Linked DNA regions of Sus scrofa: region 1 is linked to region 2. The links are chromatin contacts, called in public promoter capture Hi-C maps. All regions are on one chromosome and are shown on one strand. Each heading gives the region's core, a stretch centred on a gene start, on an enhancer-like site or on the middle of the called end of the contact. The rest is flanking DNA. Distances are from core to core; before and after follow the strand shown. Region 1 holds the start of KIF18B (kinesin-like protein KIF18B). Region 2 has its middle 30 kb from the start of DCAKD.

Region 1 (4,631 bases), core at 1,147-3,646, 59 kb after region 2:
GAGCACAGAGCCTGGTGCCTTTCACATCCCCAGCTGTATCATCCCAGAAACATCTTCTGCTGCCAGAAAAGCAAAACTCCTGCAGCCAGTCCTCATGCCCAGGTTCTGGGCCTTGACGTTCTTGCTAGGCCAGTACTAGGCTGATCTCCCCTTGCAGCATCTGTGGCGGAGGGTCCAAGGATATTCCACTGATGTCCACGAAGATGTGCCTGACCAGGCCCCACCAAGGTCTCTCAGCATCACTGGGCTTGGTTGACTCTCTCACCTGCAAAATTCTTTCCCCTTGGCCCCTGAGACCCAAAAGACGGCTCCCGTTGCCAAACAAGCTCCACATCTCCTTCAGGCCTCAGCTCGTGTGTCACTTCCTCTGCATGTTCTCATTATGTCCCTGTTAGTCCTCATTTAATCAGCTGATTTCTCCCGTAGACTGCAAGCTCTATGAGATTAAGAGGAAGGTGTTTATTACTCACCACCCTATCTTCTGAGCCCACTTGTCTCATATCAGTATTTGTTGAATGAACAAATTAGAAGAGCACTTATTTCCATTGCATTGACTGTCTGCAAGCTGCATTACCTACATTATTTCTAGTCTTTGTAACAAGTATTAGTTTATCCTCTATTTTATAACTGTGAAAACTAAGGCTCTGAAAGGCTGACTTGCTCATAATTATCAAGCAAGTATCCCCTGTCCACTGCCCACAGCTGGGTCAGCCTCTGTTCCTTGGCTCTCAGTGACTCACCTCACCTTCTCCAGCTACTTGTCAGAGCCAGAACAGAACCAGGACAAGACTTGGCTTACAGGGAACAAGAGGTACTTACTCCACCAGTGGCTTCTGGGGAAGCCAAGCCTTCAACCACACTCCAAACCTCTGTTTAAAAGGCACATTCCTTTGAGGTGGGAGAACATCCTTAAGCTGGAAGCTGTTCTTTTAAGAGCTCTATTTCTCTTGGGTAGTGGAGATGGCACGAATACCCTGGTTTTCTTGTAGCTTTACAATAACGGCATCTTTGCAGAGTTCTCTCATTTTATTGTCACCAAACCAGCAGTGCTGGCCCACTGTATAGAGGGACATGGAGGTCCAGGTAGGTGAATAGAACTTAGGCCAAATCAATCAGGTATTAAATCATGACTCTACTCTCTCTCTCTCTCTTTTTTTTTTTTTTTTTTTTTAAGGCTGCTCTTGCAGCATGGGGAAGTCCCCAGACTAGGGGGTCAAATCAAAGCCGCAGCTGTCAGCCTATGTCACAGCCACAGCAATGTGGGGTCTGAGCCATGTCTTCCACCTGCACCACAGCTTACGGCAACATCAGATCCTTAACCCACTGAGCGAGGCCAGAGATCGAACCTTCGTCCTCATGGATACTAGTTGGCTCTGTAACCTGCTGAGCCACAACAGGAACTCCAACTCTACTATCTTGATGGCAGAACTGCCAAGGAAAGTTGCCTCCTGCTTTCTTGCATGCCTCAGACCTGCTTATTGTCCCAGTGTGGGGACAGATCAGATTAATGAAAGTGGTGAGCCACTGGCTCCTGGAGCCATTCCTGTTTCATTCTAAACAGACTCATAGAACGCTGTCCCCTTGGGTACTCTGGGGGGTGGGAGGGTTTTCCATCCATGCTCTCCTGGTGAGAGGAAGGGCAGCATATTTGCCCCATTTTATACATGAGGAAACTGACCCCCAGAGAACAGAAGTAACTTCCACAGTCTCAGCACTAATTACTGGTTCAGCTACTAGTGACTGGAATTAGGCCTGATTCCAGTGCAAGGGTTTCCTTTTGACTTCCACAACCTGTGATGTCGGGGGTCAGCATGAGGGTGGCCCACCAGAATCCAAGCAGCGGGCAGCTGTGGAGAATGGAGACCCCGCTGCCCAGCAGTGCCTCGAGGGGCCACAATCCGTCCTTGATCTTCCTGGCACTGTCAAAGCCAAGCGGGTGCCACTCCCTGCCTCCGCCGGCTTTTCCACATCAAGCCTAGAAATGCATTCTTGGGATGGTCTTGGACCATTAGAAACGCTGGATAGTGGCTGAAAAATCCCTTCTTGGACAAGGGGACGCCAACTTAGCCCACAGAAAAAGTAGGTTTGAAAATGTGTTTGATGTCTGCTGGCTGCATTTGGTGATGAATACAGTTCCAGGGACAACAGAGACAGGCCGTAAAAGTCCCCTTCACCGTACCTCAACCTCATACGGGTTTCTGTCAGTCAGTCTGGTTCGTCCAACCTCCTCAGAGCAGCTGTCTCAAGCCTCCAGCAAGCAGGAAGGGGAAGTGCGCAAGCGCACTGCTGACACCGCCCGCCACCTCGGAGCTGTATTTTGTTACTTAGGAAACAGCCAATCAGCGATCTGGACAATGACCAATGGGAAGCGCGGATGAGCCGACCCGGCTAATTTGAACACGCGGCGCGGGCCGGAGGTTGGCGCGGGTGGAGTGCGTGGGGCGAGGGGGGTGTCTCTCTGCGGTGATCCGGGTTCCTGTCTGCTGCGGCGGGACCCGGCAGCGAGCGGCGACACCAGCGACGGGGAACAACGAAGGGTAAGCGATGGCCCACAGCGGAGCCGGCCCCGCGGGCTCCTTCGCTCAGGTCTGGATGCACCGACCCAGCTGCTGGAGGCGGAAGTCGGAGTTCCGTCTCTTTTGTGCGGGACACCGAGGTGCCGGGTTGAAAACCGAGCAGGTCCTGGGTGGTCCCCTCCGAACAAGGCGGGGGCGGGGGGGGGGCTGCCGTCCGGGGAACAAGGCGCTTCTTCCCACATCTGCACGGGAGAGCGAGACCCTCTGCTCATTTGTACAGAACTGGGCTCTCACTTCTGCACTGGGGCCCAGCCCTGGGTACATCCGCTCTGGAAAAGGTTTCTCTCGCTGACACGAAAGGAAGAATTGGGTTCTCCTGTACACTAGAACAGGAAATCTACGACTCTGTACATCTGTATGGAGTAGCTAAGAGCCTCTCTGCACATCTGCGCAGAGCTATACCAGGGGCTGTAACTTCGTTACTGGGGCACCCAGTAAATATTTGACTGAATAAAAGAAAGGAATGAAAGAACATCTGCCTGACAAAATACTAGGCCTTCTGCTACAGCTCCCAAGATGCCTTTCCTCTTAGCTTTGAACGTTTAAGGTACTGAAGTGACAAGGAAAAGATAAGCCTGGTCAGCATGATGGTAAACGGGATTTTACTGCAGACATTGGTTCTTCTGGCCATGTGGGAAAATGCCCTATGTCATATCAATTCTAATAAGGGCGGCTAATATTTGAGTACTTACCAGGTTGAGTGAACTTATTTACTCCTCACAACAATCCAATGGAATAGATATTAATGTGTACATTTTGCAGGTGTGGGAAACAGAGAAGTTAACCCTAAGACAAAAGAGAACATCCACAAAATTTTTCTGTATGAGCTTCTCCTGGATGTTACACTGCTTTCTCCAATCTCATCACTATTCTATTTCTGCCATCACCACATTCCATGCTTCCAATAACTACCAACATATCCAGTCCTTTCCTGCCTATTTGATGATTGAACTCCCCGACCCTCAGAGAGATCAATTTGTTGGTCTTTATATTACTCAGCCCAGTCCAATTATACCTTTTTTTTTTTTTTAAGTATACAAGTAGCATCTTTTTAGAGGTCTTTATAAAAATTGTCTCTATCTGGCCACAAAACAAATTTAAACAATTATCAAACTATCATACAAACTGTTATCTATTTCTACAAGCAATTAAATTTAAAATACAGAAGAGAAATTCCCATCTTGGCACAGCAGAAACAAGTCTGACTAGGAACCATGAGGTTTCGGGTTCCATTCCTGGCCTTGCTCAGTGCGTTAAGGATCTGGTGTTGCTGTGGCTGTGGTATAGGCCAGCAGAAACAGCTGATTAGACCCCTAACTTTGGAATCTACATGTGCCATGGGTGCGGCCCTAAAAAGACAAAAGACAAAATAAATAAAATAAAATACAAAGAAAAAGAAACAAACCCACTTTTTTTTTTTTTTTTTTTTTTTTTTTTTTTGGCTTTTTAGGGCTGCACCCGAGACTTATGGAGGTTCCCAGGCTAGGGATCCAATCAGAGCTACAGTTGCAAGCCTACACCACAGCAACTGGGAATCCGAGCCTCATCTGCATCCTGTACCACAGCTCGAGGAAACACCAGATCCTTAACCCACTGATCAAGGCCAGGGATTGAACTCGAGTCTGCGTGGATACTAGCTGGGTTTGGTACTGCCGAGCCAAGACAGAAATTCCCCACATTTGGGTATTTTTTTAAAAACCATTTAAATAACTCAGTCAAATAGGCTATCATAATTGTAATTAAAGATTAGCATGGAACAATGATAATGCTATTTATAAAACCTGGGGGAATGCAGTTAAAGAATACTTAGAGGGAAATTTGTAGACCTAAATGTTTACATTAGAACATTTTAAGCTGAAAGTGAGGCAAATATCCAACTTTAGTAAGATAGAACAACAGAATAAATGCATAGAAAACAAAAGGAGTTAGCAGAAATTATGAAATAGAATTTTACTATATAGTAAATGTGAATGTATAGTAAATAGAAATGATTAACTTAGCCAAAGGCTGTATCTTTGAAAAGACAAAAAAAAAGCGCCAAACCTCCAGTAACAC
Region 2 (4,009 bases), core at 563-3,062:
CCCTGGGGCGGGAGACGAAATGGGATGGCAGTAATGACCCAAAGCCAAGGGGCCACCAAGGGCAGGCAGGCGAGTCCCCAGAGATGGTGGGAGAGAAGGAGCAAAATGAAGGAGGTGGTGAGGCCCTGTGAGCTGCTCTCCTGCCCCCTCCCAGGAAAGGGGAGCCGTAGCTGGTGGCTCCTCTATCCCAGCCGCAAGCTGAGGCTGCACCCAGCTGGGACCCAAAGAGCCTCCTCCCCGTGCTCCCCACCCTCTCTTCCCCATCGCTCAGATTCCAATACAATTTCCAGCTAACCAGCATGTCGATAGAACAAGTCGGGCAGCCGGATTGCTGGCCAATTACAGGAAATCATTCTGCTCCACAGCTCAGCGCCCAGGGAGAGGGAGGGAGGGAATGTGAGGGAGCAGGCACCCAGCTTGCAGGCTGGGAAGGGCTTTGGTCTACGGTGGGGTGTGCTGCAGCCCCAGGAAGGGACAGGGGTGGGAGGGCAGGGGTGGATGGGGAGGCTTGTGGGGCGGGGCAGCCCAGGGAGGTTCTTCCTCATCCTCACGCAGAACTCTCATGGCCCAAGCCCCAAAGAAAGAGAACTGGGGACAGAGGCCTGATGAGGGCCCAGGAGGGGAGGCATCTGCTGAGAGGAAAGGGTTGGCAGGAGGGGGGGGGGAATGGTGAGACCACTCTCCCCCAGAGCCCTGTCTGGGAATGGGGAGGGCACCCCCACCTGGGCCCACACAGGCAGGACCTGTGCTTCCACACCCAGCCATGGACCAAGAGGATCCTGCGGGGCCAGGGAGAAGAGGTTTAAGGGGGAGGGGGAGGACAGGGGTTGATGAATGGACAGCAGCAGCCTCACCTGGTGAAGGGCTGACAGCATCCGTCTATCCCATGAGGTGGAGCACGGAAACGTGGGAGGAACAAGGGCCTCTGCGCACGCGCCGACCTTCCCAGCCGCTCTGCCTTATTTCCCAGCTCTGGCCCTGCGGACACTTACACTCAGATGAAGGGACTCCACCCCCCCCCCATCCGTCTGAGCCTACCCCTACCTTCCAAGTAGACCTAGATGCCTCTTTGTTACCCTCGCCTCCATCCCTTATGGCATCCTTCCTAGGATTGTCTTAACTACCCCCCAAGCTTCCCCACCCGGCAGACCCTGAGGTCCCCCTGCTCTCCAGCACCAATGACCAGCCCCCTTTACCAGCCTTGGAGTCTCTCCCCCAAAGTAGTGAAACTTCCCCTGGGGCTAACTCCACTCCGTGAATGGCTCCTGTTGCTATGTTTGTCTTGAAACCCCGTATGAGGCGGCTGTGACCCAGTGGTCCTTTTTCCTGCTCCAGGCTGCAGCCACCTCCCCGGGGCCCCCTCTCCAGTTCCCCAGTATCTCGATGCTCCTTCTGCCCATTCTAAACCCTGAAGACCCCACCAAGGATTGGGTTTGGATTGGATTCAACCCCTTGCTTTGGCCAACTCAAGGGTAGATGGCTGGACAGACACCCAGTGCACCAGGCACCCTGCGGGGCTCAGGAAAGCCGCTGAGGGAACGCTGTTGACGGGCAAGGCCATCGTCAAAGTGGCCGGTGCTTTGGGAGAAGGGGTCAGCGCCCTGGAGCCCCTCCTTCCCCGGGATTCCTGCCGAAGCGCACAGGCTTGGAGGTCCTGTCGGGTGTTTGTGTCCCTCGCTGGGCACAAGGCAGGCTCCCTTGGCTCTGCCAGGCTGAGATCCAGCCGCAGCTCCGGCTCCCACTCCCGTTCCGGGCTAGAAGCGCCGCCTTCGCTGGTCTTCCCTCGGGCTCTTCCTCTTTCGGGCCGCGCGCCCGGTGCCCGGCGATCCGGAAGAGGGCGCCCGGCCCGCCCTCGTCCGCGGTGCACCCCGCTCCGCGCGCGGCGGTCGGCAGCCCGCGGGCTCCGCGTCATCGATCGGGCCGCGGGGACCCGGGCGCGCAGCCCCCCCAACCCCTCGCTTTTCGCCTTTAATTGAAGTTTGTTTGAGCAGAGTGCGGAGCGGGCAGAGGCAGAAACCAAATATTTAGTTGCTGCAAATTGGCACCTCCAGATCAATTACCCGGCCCGTGTCAGGGCCCGCGCCGCCCCCCGCGCCCCGCGGAATCTCAATGCCGCGCTGCCCCCGCCCGGGCCGCCCGCGCCGCCCGCCTCCGTCCCGCTGCACGTTTCTCATCAGCTCCAGCCATACATCACCCGTGGCCGCGAGGGGAACAGATTTTCAATGGGAAAAGTTCCCCTGGAGGGTCCTCGTTGCTGATTCCCACCGCGCCCTGTGCCGTCTGGCCGCCGCCCTCCCTCGGCCTGTCAGGTGGGGACAGCCTGGAAGGGAGAGGGAGATAAGAGGAAGCTCCAAAGCAGGGGCTTTGGGTCACATGAACTTGACCCATCCCGAATAACTCCTCTTACTCTCTGGGTGACCTCAGAGATGTTACTTACATGCTCCCTGAGCCTCAGCTTCCCCATCTGTAGTATGGGCACTCAACTTTCACCTTGCAGGGTTGTTGTGGGGGTCAACACCATGGAGGGCCCTTGCCCTGCCCTGAGTTGGCACACTGTGGCTCTACCTCTCAGTCCCGCTGGGGGTAAGATAGCTTCCAGAATGACGTGAGGGACACTGGGTTGTAAACACCTCAACCAAGCTATGGCAAAACCCCAAAGGGAAATCGGGGGGCAGCCAGCCCTACAGGGTCCCTGGCAGAAGCTGGGCAGGCCAGGGGACCGAGGTCAGGATCCCTCAGGGAAAATTCTGACACCCTCTCCCCCAAGTCCAGGTGCATCTGGGCACAGAGGGAGAGGAAGCGCTTCTCTGGTACCAAGGATGGAGAGTTAGCTGGACCTGGAGGTGAGCGGAGAGAGCCGGGACCTCAAGGCTGGGCCAGGGAAGGAGGCGGAGGGATCTGTTGACCACAGGTTGAATACCAGGGGGCTGCGCCCACGGCAGGTGAGCCCTGCAGAGGAAGCAGGAAGCTGGGCTGTGGTCGAGGCTTGTCCCTTCCCCGGGCAGGTTATTTAGCCTTGGCTTTCCCTTGCGAGAAATGGAACTGACGCCCTCTCCCTGCCAGAGCATTTGAGAGGAAGGCGGGCGAGGATGTCTGAGAGGGAAGGAAACTCGCCGACAGGCAGGCAGAGAATGGCGCGGAGCCCGCGTGTGTGTTCCGTGCTCGGCAGCGCTTCCATTCCAAGCGTTTCCTTGAGGGAACCGAAGTCAAATGGTTTGGCCTTTTTAAATGGCGGTCCTGACACACAGAGTGACAGGTGTTCTGGGTGGGAGGAGGAGGGGGGTGGGGGGAGGCTTAGTGCTCTGAGAGCCCTTCCTTCCCCATCTCACCTCAAGAATGAGAAGCTTTGGGCTGTCCTCCTCCCCACCCCCACCCCCACCCCCCACCGGAGACCTACGCCCCCACCTCGACTCCTCAGGGCGGGAGTCACCCATGCCTGGAAGAGTTTTTCCCCATCAAACTCAGAGTCCAGCTGGAAGCCGAGGCTGAAGCCCCAGTGGGAAGTAAATTCACTCCTCACTTTCTTGATTTTCCCATCTGTGAAATGGGACCATTGATGGCAAGCCATATATTACTCGAGGTGCCTTTTGGCCTGGTGGGTGACCTCTAGACGCTACTGAATCCATTGCCCCACCTTCCACACGTGTCCTACCCACCCCCTTCCCACCCCTGCAGCAAGATTATCTCCGCTGGCCAGACAACCCCACCAGCCTCCTCGGGGATGGCAGCCGCCATCCGTCAAGTCAGGGAGTCCGTCTGACGATCTACCTTAAATGTCTCCCCACTTCCTTCAGGGAAAAGTTAAAGAATGAACAACAAAAGATAAATGCTTATGGATAGGCGATGCCACACTATTTCTTTTTAAAAAACAGCCCCAAAGCGGGCGGGGGGTGGGAATTACCTTCGGACACAATGCTCTTCACACTAAACATCTCAGCGATAAATATAGCTGTGTAATTCTTTTTTCTCCTTGGCAGAGAGAAAGGCTGAGGTTGGGCAAAAAGGCAGA

Evidence for each region. Promoter capture Hi-C pulls out the DNA fragments that hold promoters and counts their contacts.
Region 1: a contact with region 2 is called in a promoter capture Hi-C map of fetal liver, with 2.2 times the contacts expected there. The contact joins the promoter of KIF18B here to the enhancer-like site in region 2. A contact is called at or near these places in 2 of 5 promoter capture datasets (fetal liver and liver), 5 of 47 Hi-C or Micro-C datasets (blood, brain, embryonic fibroblasts and 2 more) and 1 of 2 datasets of contacts at active chromatin or transcription factors (skeletal muscle).

The regions. Positions count from the first base shown.
Region 1 is chr12:18,424,432-18,429,062 of Sscrofa11.1, forward strand. It overlaps KIF18B (kinesin-like protein KIF18B), which reads left to right and starts at 2,397. Exons shown (of 16, transcript XM_013980900.2): 1 at 2,397-2,537.
Region 2 is chr12:18,366,044-18,370,052 of Sscrofa11.1, forward strand. No RefSeq gene overlaps it. Among named protein-coding and RNA genes, the nearest start is that of DCAKD, 30 kb to the left of the region's middle. Within about 2 kb of position 1,813, at least 13 of the 83 cell types and tissues checked have an H3K27ac peak or open chromatin away from gene starts, as enhancers often do. A contact at or near this core is called in fetal liver, where this site is marked.